2 separate regions of the Rattus norvegicus genome follow, and region 1 is linked to region 2. Evidence: chromatin contacts called from public Hi-C data. All regions are on one chromosome and are shown on one strand. The core of a region is the stretch at or near the end of the contact, and the rest is flanking DNA. Distances in the headings are between cores, read along the strand shown.

Region 1 (4,727 bases), core at 1,656-4,155, 510 kb after region 2:
GCTTGGGGACTCATGGGCTTTTCAGTATCCGCTTTGGCATGTCCATTGGTGGTAGCCTTGTTTGGCTCCCATTTGGATAGTCATGCTGGTGATAGCATCTGATGTTACTAGGAGACACAGTCTCAGAGAAAACTCTTACAATCTTTCTGAAGTAGCCTGTCTTGATTTCAGCCTTCCAAGATTAATTTTGTTCTTCTGACTTCCAGAAGGCAATATATTTGTGCTTTTTTTCTTGGAAATTTGTTAGAGCAGCAGTCAGACACTGAACCAAGTTCATGAAATGTTTCTATACCTTCAAGAAATATAGCCAGAGGTGAGGAGTGAGTGAGAAAGAAACCTTTCCCCAGTTGGATTCATTTCATCTGATACTGTGTGTCTGATGTATAGTATTCAGCGTTCACTGTCTTACACAAAATAATGCCTTACACAAAAGGAAAAGAGAAGCTGGGTTGTTTAAAGTCCTCATAAAAAGTATTTTCAATTTACTCTCTGGGATAGAATACTTCTAACTCTATTAAAGTATTAAATGAACTCAATTGACAGAAACAGACAGACATTTCTTCCAAGAAAGTCCAAGTTTGTAAGAAAGAAAGTAACCAAGAGGGACAAAATGTTCTTTATCAAATTGGCAAAGATGTGTCATTAACATCCTAGGACAAGATGGCTGGCATGACCCTGGAGGCAAGTCTTTGACAGGGCTATGTCCATAAAATGAGCTTGGGGTTTTATCATGACAAGGAAAGTGTGTGAGCTTTTGGTTTTGGGGCGTGTGGAAACCCTTCAGCCTGTGGTCTACGCTCTGTCCCTCAGAAATCCACGTACATCTTACACGGAAGTCCTGCGTGCTTCCTCCTTGGTTGAATCAGATGTGCTGGAAACAGTGTCTGAGTCATCTGTCCTTAAAGAGGATGGATACCCTTGTGAATGGTTTTGCTTGGAAATTCTATGGAACCGTTGTAGTACTGATGCTCGAGATGTGACTAACGGGCACCATTGTTTCAGGTTCTTTGGTTTCTAGTTGGACAATGGATGTAGTTATGAGATGTGTTGTGTGTGAGGGGGTCTAGAGAAGAGACCGGATACATACATTCTATCTATCTATCTATCTATCTATCTATCTATCTATCTATCTATCTATCTATCTATCTATCTATCTATCCATCCATCTATCTATCTATCTATGCTCTGAGCTGGACAGGCAGAGAAACGTCTGCTTCTTTCTGCTGTTGTGATTGTTCTGGTGTATGATTGTGTGCTTAGTTCCAGAGTTAGAATTCAACCTGTAGCACCCCCTACTCCTCCCCTTCCCCGGCTGGTAAGATTTTTGTCTTTCCTGGACGTTCTAAGAGAAAGTGTGCTATTTCCTTTTTCTAATCTTGAAAGCGATGCCTTATGGGCCCTTCTTCACATTTAAGGCCAGAAACCACAGGTTAAGGGTTTCTTCTATCAGACACGCTAAGCCTGACCCTTCCATCTTCTCTCCCACATCTGAGGTCCTCTGTGATTATCTGTAAAATCTGGAATAGACCCCCCCATGTCAAAGCCCGCTGATCAAAAGCCTCATTTCTACATATAACTAATTCAGTTTTCAGGGATCCAGGCTTTGGCATCTTTGGGAGAATATTATTCTGCTGCCCAAGTGGTAGTGCTGGTGTTGGAAGTAGCATCATGGGGCGGGAAAACCAGTGAGACCCGGCGGAAGCAGAGCCAGTAGGGGTTACAGCAATGGATGGAGAAGTAAGTGCCTGACAAGAAGTCTGAGTGAGTATGGAAGGAGAAACACCTACGCGTCTCACTGGAGCACGTGGAAGGGACATGGGCACACTTGGTTTAGTACAATCCAACTCTTTTGCTCATCAAAAAAAAAATCTCGACATCCTTCTAAGGACACGCTGGGTAGCATGTTTCTCCTCTGTGTGTACCTCACCAAATGCATAACAACTATGCATAGGTCGATTAAAGTAAAACAGTCAGAAAAAGACCCGCTCTACTGAAGTGGGCGTCTGGACCACATAACAGTCTATCTCCTGGCCTGTGTGATAGCCAGAGTTATTTTGGTGGGAAAATCTTGTGGTTAGAGCACAAAGCTTTCCTAGGGGGTTCACAGAGTGATGGCTCGTGGACCAGACTCTTCAGTGATTGCCTCCTTCCCAAAGACAGGCTACAGGAGGCGAATGTGGGCGTCCAAAGCCTGTGGGTCTCCTTCAGTCCTCCTCAAATTCTGAAAAGGGATAGTTCATTATAACGTCCTCGAGGGTGGGGAGCGGGAGGAGTCATTTTTCTGCCATTTGGTTGAGATTTACAGCAAATGGGATTCGGAGGATTACAGCATGAAGGAAATGTCAATGTTAAATCTATAGATGGTCCCTTTAGTGCCTTGTGTCATAAATTAAAAGCAAGTACCAGTGAGAAGGCTCGGTGAAAGGGACACAGGGAAATGCCAGGTGGGTCTGTGTTTGCTTTTCTTTCTGGAACACACATGCTTGGCTGCTCCCGGCTCATTGCCCCCTCGCCCCTCCCCCAGCAAGGAGCCACTGCTTCTGTGCGTCCTGGCCTGCTTCAGCTCCTTGGGCCACCACCTTAGAAATGCTGTTTCTGCAGCTTACTGCAAGGCCCAGCATCAGGTGTCACAACTGCTAGGGTGACTGGGTTAATGGCCGAGGCATTTTCCCCAGAGAAGCAGTGACAGACAGGCTTGCCTTTGTCTGTTCTGAGAGATGTCTGAATTTAAAACTTTGTCCCAGACAATGTGCTGGGACCCCTGGGGTTCGGTTGTTTGGCCACCACTCCTCCTCTGCAGTGCCACTAACTCTGTTAGGAGGAACTGGATCCCAGGGCTCCTCTTGCTTCCATTCTGAACCCGAGTTTGATTTGAGTCCATGAAGTCAGGCCTGTGAATGAACCCTTTCTGTCAGACTCTCTTGTGACCTCTCTCCACAAGTGTTGATTCTAAGCCATCAGTGCATGGGAGGCAAGGCAGGGTGATGAGTGCTGGTTTTAATCCCTCCTCTTGCCTCCCCCCAGCCCCCACCTGTTCCTGCCATACTAGAGTGGCTCTGATCTACAGGTATGTCCCTGTAGCTGTGACCTTTTGGTAAGGGTGACAAAGACTTTGTCTAGTATCCCTCAGTTGTACGCAGGAATATGTGAATTATGGTTTTTGGTCAGGTAATCTATCTTCATAAGTGCTCCAAGGCTGTTGTTGTCAATCATGTATCTGTGTGTGTGTGTGTGTGTGTGTGTGTGTGTGTGTGTGCGTGCGCGTGTGTTTGTGTGTGTGAGTATGGATGTATATGAGTATATGTATGTTATGTTTGTTCACATATGTGTGGATGCACAAATATATGGCATCATATATGTTTGTTCACATGTATGTGCGTATATGTGCACACACGCATGTGCATGCAGGTGCCTGAGTGCGAGTGTGCACGCGTGCATGCACACACACACAGACACACACACACCCTAAAGAGGTTGGGTAATTTACATGCTGAGTTACGTTTCTCATGAGCATTATGTGCTGATGTCCTGACGTCAGACTGGGCTGTACTGGACGACATGATCCTTGAGCCAAGGCCAAGCCATATGGGTGAATTGTGTATGGACGCCTGTCCTCATTGGAAAAGATTCAGACACAGACGCACGCAGCAGGAAAGATGCAGAAGTGCAAGAAGTCAGAGATCTGTCCTCAAGCCAAAAGGAGCTTGCTCTTACAAAAACAAAAACAACACAAGGAAACAAAACCGGCTCCTCGGACAGCTGCATCTTGATTCCGGCATCCGGAGTTGTGAGTTCGGAAATGTCTCGTATGTAAGCTATCAGCTGTAGCACTTTGTCATGGCAGCTGAGCAAACACTTAAGAGTCCCCCGAGCGGCACTGAAATGGGGAAGCCGGACTATGTAAGCCCCATGGCTCATCTTCACCACTGATACTGTAAACCTTAGCTTGCTATGGAGAGCGCTCCTTGTTGAAGTCTCCCTCCGCCTTGTTTCTACTTATTGACAGACTCTGAAGTGATTGCTTTCGGACTCCTTCACAGTTTCCTGGCTGCCTCGTTATTTTTCAGGTGAGCTATGGAGTTTTTTAAGTTTACTCTTGCCTTTTTTTTAATTAAAGAAAAAAAAAAAACAACAAAACCCCCAACCAGTACCTATGCAAAATAGCTTTTGGTTTTAGAGGCAGAAGGAAGGTTTCAGGAAGCCAAACAACAGGAAGAGTTGGAAATGGCCCTGTGAGTGGGACTTTCTGCCTCAGAGAAGTAGAACACATAGTCAGGTCTCAGGCCTGGGCCAGCCCAGTGTGGATGGCCCCGTTAGAGGCAAGTACAGAGACTGTGCACTTTCTCTTCCTAACTGGAAGCACAGGCTAGAAACCTGCTGATCCAGAGGGGGCATGGGCAGCTCTGCTTTGGCAGCTCCCCAGGTAAGCTAGGCGCCTGGCTGGTTGACCCTGATCTACCGGTTGGGAATGTCTGCCCTAGAGGATCTTTCGCAACTCCATAGACTGTTTTCCTACGGACAGAATCACATGGCACTTGGAAGTTCATCTAGACGAGCCTTCCTCTCAATAAATTATAGTGGCTGGCTCCCCTGCACAGAGACCTGATTGTTTGGCCTTTGTAGGCATACTTGGCCTATAAAAGATTTTTTTTGTCTTTTTCCTAGTTTATAATAAAATGAAGCATTAGCAAAGTGCCCTGATGTTTAGCTGTAAGCACAGTACATAC
Region 2 (5,121 bases), core at 2,092-4,591:
AACACTTAAAAGTCTATCTTAGTCACTGTTCTATTGCTGTGAAGAGATACTATGACCGAGGCAGCTCATGAAGAAAGGAGTTGATTGGAAGTTTGCTATGGTTTCAGAGACTCAGTCTGTCTCATCATGGTGGAGCACGGCAGCATGCAGGTAGACATGGTGCTGGAGAGTGCATGAGTTCTACTGCCTGAGAAGCCTGATCCACAGGCTACAGGAAGAGAGCCACTGACTCTAGGCCTGGTGTGGGCTTTCCAAACCTCAAACTCCCAGTGATACACTTCCGCCAAGAAGGCCACATCTAATCCTTCTAATCCTACCAAACAGTTCCACTCCTGGAGACTAAGCCTTCAAATATGTGAGCCTGAGGGACTGCTCCTGTTCAGCCCGCACAGTGTGCTGCAGTGATGATCTTTGTTTTACTTTACTTTTGATACTTTGTAACAGTGTACTATAGTTTTCTAGGAAGTCGCCATTGGGAAAACTAAAGAAAAGCCATACTGGGTGATTGTATGACTTCATACATTGCATACCAAATGACAGTTGTTTCAAAATAAAAAGGTTGTTCAAAAAAATAAGTAAATAACTTTGTGACCGGAGAAGTCACTTAATAGTTAAAAGCACTTGCTGCACTGCCAGAGGACTCAGGTTCAGTTCCTACACCCAGGATGGTTCACAGTCCTCTATCAATCCAGTTATAGGGGAACTGATGGCATATTCTGGCCTCAGTGAGCAGCTACACATGTGGTACACGTATGTACGTCCAGGCAAAACACACAAACACATAAAATAGAAATAAATCTTTTTAAAAAGTACTAACAACTTTAAATTTAATCCTTTATAAAGTTTTATTAGTAGACTCTGAAGATTAAATTATACTTTGATTCTTGAATACTAAATTTATTTTTCACATTACTAAGTTAATAAAATTATATTAAGTGTGACACTTAAGAGTTTTCATGGAGTTGGGGATTTAGCTCAGTGGTAGAGCGCTTGCCTAGGAAGCGCAAGGCCCCTGGGTTCGGTCCCCAGCTCCGAAAAAAAGAACCAAAAAAAAAAAAAAAAAGAGTTTTCATGTATCCTTTCTGCAAAAAGAGTACCTTTTTCTGTAGTTCAGTCTCTTAATTGTTGTGTTTACCATGTATCAAACATAATGGAGTTAATATTCAGGCTTCTGTTTTATATATGTATACACACACACACACACACACACATATGTCTATGGAGGGAGAGAGACAGAGAGAAAGAGACAGAGAGACAGAAAGAGACAGAGAGAGACTGTCTCCAAAGTAATTAAAGAAGTTTGACGACTAATTCGTAAAAACAAAAAGAGGACTAGTATGTATGGCTAAGAGAGACCTAATTTGAAGGTAAAACAACCAACTGTTTATTCATTGTCTACATGGCAGACTTTTTTTATTGTCAGTTTTACATTTTTATGTGTGATATTTTGCCTGCATATATGTATATTTCCCACATGTGTCCCTGGTGCTGGAGTTCGATGGTTCGAGGTGCCTTGTGGGTGCTTGGATCCAAACCCAGGTCCTCTATAAAAACAAGTGCTTTTAACTGCTGAGCCATCTCTCCAGTCCCCGACCCCCATACGTATAAGATTTTTTAAGCACAGTTATTTGTATCATTCAGTAAAAGGCAGTTTAAAGCCAAACACATTCACCCATTGGCTCAGTTTGGTAGATTCCCACTGCAGCCATCTAAGCAGTCTCATGTGTTACAGGAAGAGTAACACCATCAAGCTCAGGGTATGTCTCGTGCTTAGAACATTGTCCTAGCTTTGTGAGACCCTGTGCTCAAAGTCCCAGCTGTAAAAACAGCCAGATGAGTAAATATCTCACGTATGAATCATCCCTTAACATGTATGGTGTATATTAAAGATATGTGTGATAAAAGATAAGTGATTCATAAATGTGCCTATTTTTTGATTAATGGACCATCTAATTATGAGTTCTTTTTAGAAAATTAAGGCTACATGATTTTGCATTGGCTAAGTCCCAGTGGAATGCCGTTGGTCTTTAGAATAGGCCTGTTGTTTCCTTTTATATATTTTAACAAAGATGTGTTTTTTGTAATAAAAGTAGGAACCAAGAGATGTGGGTTATATCTCCCTCGAAGGGAGTAGACTATTTAAAACAGCATACCACTGTTGTCTCAGGATTAGCTGGAAATAAGCTTATATAATCTGTACATTTACTGTTTACTATTAGTCAGCTTAATGATTTCATTCATAAAAGATGTATTTAGGGACAAAACAGGATTAGGGAATCTGGTCCATAGAGTCATTAGTCCTGGTTGACAACTACTGAGTTAGAATAATAGAACATAAACTCCAAGAACTGAATTAGCAGCAACTCTTCTTAGTGAACAGGAGGTGTGGTACTATAATTTTGATATTAAAAATGCTCTCTTTCATCTGTTGCCTGAAAGAAGAAGTAAAGACAGCATCCCTTGTGTTCAGTGCTGCTTCTGACAAATGCTACAGTGAGGAACCTCAGTATTCTGACACCCTGGTGTTCCCCGCCCTCCTGCACTCACCCTTTCCGGTGCAGGAGCCGTCAGCGTCATTCCTCAGCACCTCCCTACTCTTACGTATTTTCTTTAGTAACAGCCTCTGATGAGCCATTTTGCTCTTGCCAGAATTAAGGCCATCTTTCTTGAACTAGGATCTTAAATTTAAAACAGTGCCAAAACAATTCAAATACTTGAAGTTAATTTATAAAGAATATGAAACCAAGTGAAACCCCATTGCCTAAATTAGTTATTACTAATGAAGGTAAGAATTTCTCAGACATATCTATGGATATGAAAAGGCAAGTAGAGAAATCACATATTAACATTAACATACACATAATTTGTACACATAAACATTAATTACACAAACATGGAAAGCCTTTTCTATTATAAACATGTATTTGTTAGCAAGCTACTAGTTTTCTGGATTTATTTCCAAATGATACATTATAACTTCTATATAGCAGGTTATAGTGAGAGTACATTGCTTTTATTAAGTAGATTCTATACAGGTTGTGGTGGTGACTCTGAACACTGAAGGAATACACCCATATTCATTTCCCTATATGGCAGTGTAATCTAAGGACCGGTGTCCTGGTTGGTTTTCTGTCAATTTGACACAAGTTAAAGTTATCTGAGAAAATGAACCTCAGTTGAGAAAATCTATCAGATTGCGGGTAGGCAAATTTTCATGTCTATATTCTTGTTTACTGATTGATGCAGGTGGGCCTTAGGCCCACAAGGGACTATGCTGCCCCTGGGCTTGTGGACTTGAGTTGCAGAAACAAGCAAGCTGAGTCATCTGTGGGGAGAAAGCCAGTAAGCAGCACTCTTCTGTGGCCTATGCTCCAGATTCTCCTGCCCTGACTCCTTCCCAGTGATGGGCTGCTTGATGTCTGAAAGTGTGAGAAAAAATGATTCCTGTTCTTTCCCAGGTTCATGGCATTTATCACAACAGAAGAAACCTAAGACAACCAGTTTCGACCAGAATATTCTTGTTCTGTTGCCCCTAATAAGTCACCTTTGATGAGTTTGGTAAATGTCACTAGTCTTTTTAAACATAAGTCCCAAGTAGTGTACATGCTTACAGTAATACTGCAGGCAGATCCAGAGTGTTCTCCTAAGTGCTTTCATGTGTAAGAGTCATTGTTCACAGGGCTCAGACCAAGGCGGGGCAGGTTCTTATTCTCTGTTATACTGCCACACAGTTGAGAATGCCTATAGTGATTGTTTGGCTTGGGATTCCAAGGGCAAACAAGTATAGGAGAAATTAGATGTGCTTCCTCTTCAAGAACCAGAAATTACAGTAATATATTAATGTTTGAGAAACCACTGTAGAGAAATCTCCTGAAAAAGCTGGTGTGGTGGCTTTTGCCTGTGATGTCAGCACTCAGTAGGCTGAGGGCAGGAGGCTTGCTGTGTGTTTGAGGCTGGTCTAGGCACAGAGTAAATTGCTGTTTTATTTAACTTCTAATTTTCTAAGCAACCCCCACCCCTGTATTTTGGAGAAATTGCTCATCTGTTAGCACAGCCCACCCAGTATCTCCAGGTTTTTTCTGACCTGACATGTGGCAGAAGGCTTTTCTTCCAATGGGCTGTCAGATGAGTGCTCTCCGTGATCCTGTGCACACATTGCACAGACTCCTGCTGCAGTGCAGGCTGTACTCGGCTACCTCACAGGAAAGGCCGACAGCACCCCCACCCTTCCAAAGCACAGGGTTCCCACCCTCTCGTGATCCTCATCCCTTTCTTTATTCACTCCTGGCAAGAGCATGTAATTATATAATCAGGGTTCAGCTGTCTTCAGAATAAAAACCTGCCCTCCAGTTCTCAGTGTGTGCTCTCTTCCAGTTTCCAATGAGAGTTTCCTAGTCCTTGTTTGTACTGAGTTTCTCATCTGCATTCTTTCCCCATTGGTAAGTTCATCCTAGTTATGATTGCCATAGCGAACAAGTGGGTTTCCACCTACCATAAACAGTCTCTTGCATAGTTTTGACTACTCCTATAAATAGCCTATGTGTCTGCTTAGCCCTTCAGTCACTCGTCCATTAATCTGTATTGCCTTCCTGTTGCTTTATTGACCCTAATTGCTTCCTAATAAGACATCCTGTCTTCATTTTTCACTCTTCCACTGTTGTTTGAGAGCTTCCAAAAAGTGAAAAATGATTGTTGCTCTCCAATTTCTTTAAAACTGTGTAGTGGACCCCACTAGTCAGAGCATCGGATTCCATAATTTGACAGCCAAAGCCCTTTGGTTGCCAGCAACCCACAATGTATTCTCTGTATTAAAGTAGGAATTAGTCAGCTGTGAAGTGTATCCTCTCCTCCACAGAAGTGTCCTCTCATTGGAAATACCCTTCAGAGACAATCAGCCTTCTTTGGGGTGCCCTCTGTGATACTTACTGTGTCTCCCCACACTATCAGCCAGTTCATACACAGTCAGCATTTGGCTTTAGGTTTTCCATGGTTTCTGTGCCACAGGTATTCTATTAACCTCTTTCCCCATACTTAAGACCACTTTTCTACTCTCGGTCTCCTTTCTGACCTCATGACCTATATCCACATATCCATGCATATTTAAATACATACCCACAAAAT

The links. A called contact is a pair of places that touch in the nucleus more often than the background predicts.
Region 1: a Hi-C map of psoas muscle shows a contact between it and region 2, with 5 times the contacts expected there. The contact joins two enhancer-like sites. A contact is called at or near these places in 8 of 12 Hi-C or Micro-C datasets (the A7r5 cell line, the Rat2 cell line, Schwann cells and 5 more).

What each region holds. Positions count from the first base shown.
Region 1 is chr5:27,026,821-27,031,547 of GRCr8, forward strand. The region is part of intron 1 of LOC108350931 (a long non-coding RNA gene); the gene reads left to right. Among named protein-coding and RNA genes, the nearest start is that of Lnc056, 69 kb to the left of the region's middle. Within about 2 kb of position 2,906, at least 2 of the 93 cell types and tissues checked have an H3K27ac peak or open chromatin away from gene starts, as enhancers often do.
Region 2 is chr5:26,520,745-26,525,865 of GRCr8, forward strand. All of the region lies in intron 6 of Rab2a (RAB2A, member RAS oncogene family), which reads left to right. Among named protein-coding and RNA genes, the nearest start is that of Rab2a, 50 kb to the left of the region's middle. Within about 2 kb of position 3,342, at least 14 of the 93 cell types and tissues checked have an H3K27ac peak or open chromatin away from gene starts, as enhancers often do.